2 separate regions of the Mus musculus genome follow, and region 2 is linked to region 1. The links are chromatin contacts, called in public targeted proximity ligation maps. All regions are on one chromosome and are shown on one strand. The core of a region is the stretch at or near the end of the contact, and the rest is flanking DNA. Distances in the headings are between cores, read along the strand shown.

Region 1 (2,881 bases), core at 156-2,655:
GCGGAACAAACACAACGGCTGTGGTCTCCACCCCATGCACCTGCGAAGAAGCCCTGGTGCCATTTGTCCAGCTACTGGTGTGACCACCCCGGCCATTGCAATGCTTGCCAGACTTCTCTACTAAATATGTTATCTTTGCCCCTTTATAGTTAATAAGAAATGTGAATTTAAAAAGCTGTATAAGTGTTATTGGCCTTAACCTTCACCTAATAGCTTCAGTACATACCCATTATAGATTATGATTTTTGAATTATTTCCTCAAAGGCTACCAAATAGTCATCTATTTCTTTTACATTTATTAATTTTCCTAAGTCGCCTCTGACATTATATAAAGCCCCTTTTGATTTTTTACAGTCTGATATCGTCATGCTCAAACTGTCTTAAGCATAACCACTGAGGACTGAGAGGACAGCTCAGGGAGAAGAGGAGCAGGTGACAGGCCCGGGGCTCGAACCTCAGCACTGCCAAAGCAAGAAACAAAGCTTCGCAAAATGACACAGCCAGAGGGAGAGCTCCCAAGCATGACAGCCTGGTGTTTTAGAGTGCTCATGGGTGGCCTCTCGTGTCCAGGTAGCTTGAGACATTCCCCATGGTGAAAATGTCACTGCCCACCTTCTTGCACCCTGAGCCAGTGGGTAAAGTCTCCTCTGCGGCTGTCTGGAGCTCCCTGGTTAATGCCTATAGTCTCCATGGTGTATGACTCCTAATATCTGTAAGACTTTTCTTGCCTTTCCAGTGTCTCCCTTAACACAGGGCCTGGCTTGGACATCCCTCACCTCTAGTTCACACGACCATGAACAAGCATTACCTACTACAGATGTGTGGCCAGATAGATATCCTGTCTCTGCTCCCTAGCTACTCTGAAACACTGGGCAGAGCCACCTGCCTCTGAACTTAATGCAGTTCCTCCAGTCACTGTTTTGAGAACTAAATGAGGACAAGACATTGTGGACCACGGGTGGACATCAAAAAAGGATAACACAACTTAGCACCAACCAAAGCCTATATCCCTCTCACCCAAACATCCCACTGCATTACTGGGTAAATGTATTTTTAAAAAACAACTGTCAGTCCATCAAAACCTCCTACTAAAACCTTTCCTGACTTTCTATGGTTTGGAAATCCAAACTCATTAGAAGGGTTCAAGGCCCTTTAAATCTGCCCACAGCCTGCCTGCTACATCTCAGGCCACTGGGACCAGACGACCAGACCCCTGTGTTCCCTCAACCTCAAGTTATTCTAAATTCCCTTGCATGGTCCCCTTATACCAATGTTCTCGCTGCTTCCACTTGGCAGACTCTGACTTGTTCCTCTGAGCCTTGGCTCAGACACACCTCTAGCTGCATGCACGCCCAGCACAGTGGCTGCTTTTCTGTGCTTCCATGGCAACCAGAACCCCCATATCCATACAGGAAGGAATGACTAAGCCAGGGAGTGACCTGTTAGATCACACAGGACCCTTAGCTCTGGAGGCCCAGGGAGTGAGGGGGGGATGGACAGGACACTTACTATGTACATTTGTGACCTTAATATTCCACACTATATCTACCCATGACAGGTTCTCCAGAGATGTTTGCTTGGAAAAATAATCTCTTCTAATCAACTGAAATCATATCAACAATTCTGCATTTTCTTGCAATCTGAGCAAGTGACGACACTTCCTCAGTAAGGAAACTGGAGCTGCCAAGGAGCTATAAAATGATGCAAAGTGCACTTGTCAAATACAACTTTTAACCAAAGTGATAAATGTACAGATAGTAGAGTTGGACTTGTGAGAAAAACAGCCATAAAGGACTATTGTATTGAAATATGAATTTTAAAAATTTCTCTTTAGTACATACTTTCAGTATGTCTGCCATAAAATTTATTTACAATAAAAGTAATTTTTAAAAGACAAATTTTTACTACATTGCTGTCACTGTTGCTCCTAAAAGTGAAAAGAGAGAATAGCAACAGAGAGAAAAGAGAAACAGAAAAAAAGTGAAAACAAAAAAGGAAAATTATACTGACAAGAAATAGGAGTAGAGAGAAGATTGCGCAAAAGCGAGCACGTCCCCATGCCTCATGTGACTTAACTCGGTGACACCAAATTACCTATGCAATGGAATCAGCTCTTTCTGAAGTCCACAGAAGGCTGCCAAGGGCTAATCAGACTACCAAAGCTCCGCATGATTGAACTCTGTGATACCAAATTACTTTTGTATTGGAACCAGCTCTTTCCTCACAAGGTCGCTAAAGGCTCATCAGACGACCAAAGTGTGTCAGTGTGGGAGGCTTGTGAGATATGCCAACTGCCACCTCTGAACAGGTATAACTACAATTGCCATTGCCAAGAAGCAGAGTCTGCTGCCTTGCAAGGATGGACTTGTCCAAGGCAGGGGGTCCATGAGGCCAACATCTAAGGGAAATCAGCAGCAAGACCAGGGGGCTTTGATGCCTGAAATCTCACTCTGAGACAAGGGGAGAGCAGCAGACACACAAACTGTGAAGGTCTTCCCAAAGCTGCCCCACTCAACAAGAAGCATCAGATGGTACCAAACACGAACAAGGTCCCTGTCTGACGGGGACCCGTTGGTTGGCGGTCGGAATAAAATTCAAATGAAATTCTTCTGCCAAATGCCCTGGCTGAGGTGTCATCTCCGTTTTGATATCTAAGGTCAGCACAGAAACCACAATAGAATCAGCGTGTGGCTTAGGTTAAGGCTTAGTAGTCAGCACCAGCTCAACTTGCCCAAAAGTTATCATGGGGCACATCTGGGGAGTGCACATCTGGGGAGTGCACATCTGGGGAGTGCACATCTGGGGAGTGAGCACAACAGGGTGCTTTGTTTTTTCTATGAGTTAAAAAAAAAAAAACAACCCAACCCCCCAACCACAAACC
Region 2 (2,881 bases), core at 258-2,757, 170 kb after region 1:
AAAGGTTCAGCCTGGCAATAAAATGAGAGTCTATAATCTAAGAATTGCCATCAGTCAGAAACCAGAAAGGATGTTGCTCACATTTCATCTATTACATAAACCTTACTGTAACAGCTCTTAATACCTTGTTTTGGATTACCTTCTAAGTGGTGTGTTCGGCCTTGTTCTACTGGGATCATGGGGTAAGGGTGGTTAGAACATTTTATCTTCTTAGTTGTTTGTCTGGTTTTGATGAATGATCTCTTGTATCACAAAGCTGGCCCCATCCTTACTTCAACTTCTCATCCTCCAGCCTCCTCGTCCCAGTTGCTGACAGGAAGGCACTCATGCCCACACTTGGTTTCATGGGCTGCTGAGGATCTAACCCAGGGTCACATCCATGCCAAGCAAGGATTCTATGAGCTAAGCAACATCACTATCTAGCTGCTGTTGCTTTCTTTTAAGTCCTTCCATGTGATGGGTCTCATCAGATAAAGGGGGGGGGGGCGATTTCCTTGTTCCTGCTGAACTCAACACAGCTTCCTTCTCAGCCCTAGCTAAAAGCCTGTACTCAGTCGCCTTACATATCAGGTCACTGGGGACTTAACTGAGCTTTGGGACATGAAGAAGAGCCTGCAGCACAGGAAGAGCCTGCAGTTTCACAGTGAGCTCGGGATGGGCAAGCCTACAGCTCAGAGCCCAGCTTTGCTTGAGCTGCATCACCAATGCTATCACCAATGTCAACAAAGGATGCTTTGTCTTCACCCATCCCAACATCACACATTAAATGAATTTTTCACAGTTGCTAAACACCGGCCACATAGATCATCCTTCTTGCATTACAAGGAGTTTTGTTGTTTCATTGGTTCTAGTCCATTCCCAATCAAAAGCCCAAACAATTTGTTTTAATTCCTTCTTTTATTTGGAAAATTATTTCATTTCTCCCCTCCCTGCCTCTGTCCAATACCCCCATATGCCCCTCCTCCTTGCATTCAAATTCATAGCCTCTTTTTCCTTTAACTATTATTATATACATATATGTATATAAACATATATTCCTAGATATACAAGTACAGCCTGCTCAGTCTGTACAATGTTACTTGTTTGTATGTTTTCAGGATTGACGATTTGGTATTGGATAACCAATTGGTGTGCTCTTCCCTAGGGAACAATATCTTCCCCGCTCCCTGTTGAAAATATCTGCTTTCAACATCTTTATAGTTATCTGATCTCCGAGCTTGTGATTCAAAAATGGAATCTAAGATAGTCAGTCTTATTTCAGAGTTATACCTCCAGACTTTAAAGAGTCATTTTTATGTCACAGCCCCAACAAAATCACAGCAGCCAAAGAGAGGTGAACCTACAGGTGTCAACTCCCAGACTAAACCCGTGTCTCTCCCTGGCCCGTCGGCCCAGTCCAAAGAGTAGGCAAAGAACCATACTGACTTGAGGCTACATCTGCTCGCCCAGAAGCCCTCCCTCCAGCTTGTAAGGGCAGAGAGCCAAGGCCAGACGTGGGAGCAGGGGCCCTTCCTGTCCCAGCTGGGATACAGGCTGCCCCGCCCTGTTCTTTCTAAGAGGAAGTGGGCTGGAAATCCTGTACACTCATTGTTTTATTAATAAAACTTTAGAAGGAGGAAATCTTTAGACAGGGATACATATTCACTTGGAAAACTAGGAGGCTAAGTCCCTAACATTCTTATGTTTCTTGCTGACTTGATTATCTGAGACTTTAGAAACAAAAACAGAATCCTAGTCCATCTTAGCATGACAAGTTGCTGATGACATATTAGACAGACAGCCGTCATTATTATGCATAGCCCCACCCACATCACAGTATATTCTGAGATAGGGAGCGAGCCTTACATGGGTTCAGAAACTCTTGTACTTTCCAGGATGCCGCACTCACAGAAGTCCAGCTAGAATCATTCTATAAACAGATGACCCTAGACTTACAGGTGAGAGGCAGACTTGTAGAAAGCATAAATTCAAAATCAGTCTCTCTCCCTCTTTCCCTCTCCCCACTCTGCCCCCACTTCTCTCAACTCACTATGTAGACCAGCCAGGCCTTCAACTTACAGACATTGCCCTGCCTTTGCCTCTGTCTCTCAAGTGCTAGGAATAAAGGTATTCACTAGCAGCCCCTGGCTCAAAAGACAATTAATGAAACAATTCACTAAGCCAGCGTTACGGCTTCATGAATCAGCTCTTAGACTAGAAAAGCTGTTTCTCACGCCTGAATCCACCTCTTCTAGGATAAGGTAGTTAGGCAAGCCTAAGCATACTGGGTGTTCCGGCAACACACCCACAAGTGGACGAAAGGCCTCTCAGTCTCAAATTTCCTGGGCAAACACTTAATGCTGCTGTGTTGGTGTGGTTTCTACACTGTCTTGGACTATATTAATATTCCTTCTTCCTTTCCACAGATGAGCTGGCCCAAGTCCTCCGGCTCTTACTCATTCCTAATCACTCACTCATTTCCTCTGTTCAGACTGGGATGGGAGGGGCAAATAGCTCTCTGGAACCACTAATGTTTGGACTTAAGATGACTGGCTATTTCATTATTTTGAATTAAAAGGACTAGACTCATCACATTCTTTTGGGGGAAAAGTTGCCAAGTTACCCATACATTTGAATATAGTTTTGCTTACTATTTCAAACTGCTTTAATAACAGAAAGTATGCTCATGGATAGCTCTATAATTAATAAAGACCAAGAAGGGAAACCCCAACATGGAACTCCACTGAAGATAATCCAGTGAGTACTATGACAGATGTCTTTAAGCCCCGTGTCCCCATCACTACTTGACTGCAATGTTCTCATATGCTCATTGAAGTCTGTTTATCAAACATTTTGTGCCATGCTTGTTCAGCATCGTTGACACAAATATACAACAGTCTAT

The links.
Region 2: a contact with region 1 is called in a targeted proximity ligation map of pancreatic cancer cells. A contact is called at or near these places in 10 of 484 Hi-C or Micro-C datasets (B cells, CD8 central memory T cells, the G1E-ER4 cell line and 4 more), 6 of 130 datasets of targeted methods (bone marrow-derived macrophages, embryonic fibroblasts, embryonic stem cells and 3 more) and 3 of 9 other capture datasets (adipose tissue, liver and pancreatic islet).

The regions. Positions count from the first base shown.
Region 1 is chr19:32,135,731-32,138,611 of GRCm38.p6, forward strand. The region is part of intron 7 of Sgms1 (sphingomyelin synthase 1); the gene reads right to left. Among named protein-coding and RNA genes, the nearest start is that of Asah2, 34 kb to the left of the region's middle.
Region 2 is chr19:32,302,709-32,305,589 of GRCm38.p6, forward strand. The region is part of intron 2 of Sgms1 (sphingomyelin synthase 1); the gene reads right to left. Among named protein-coding and RNA genes, the nearest start is that of Sgms1, 84 kb to the right of the region's middle.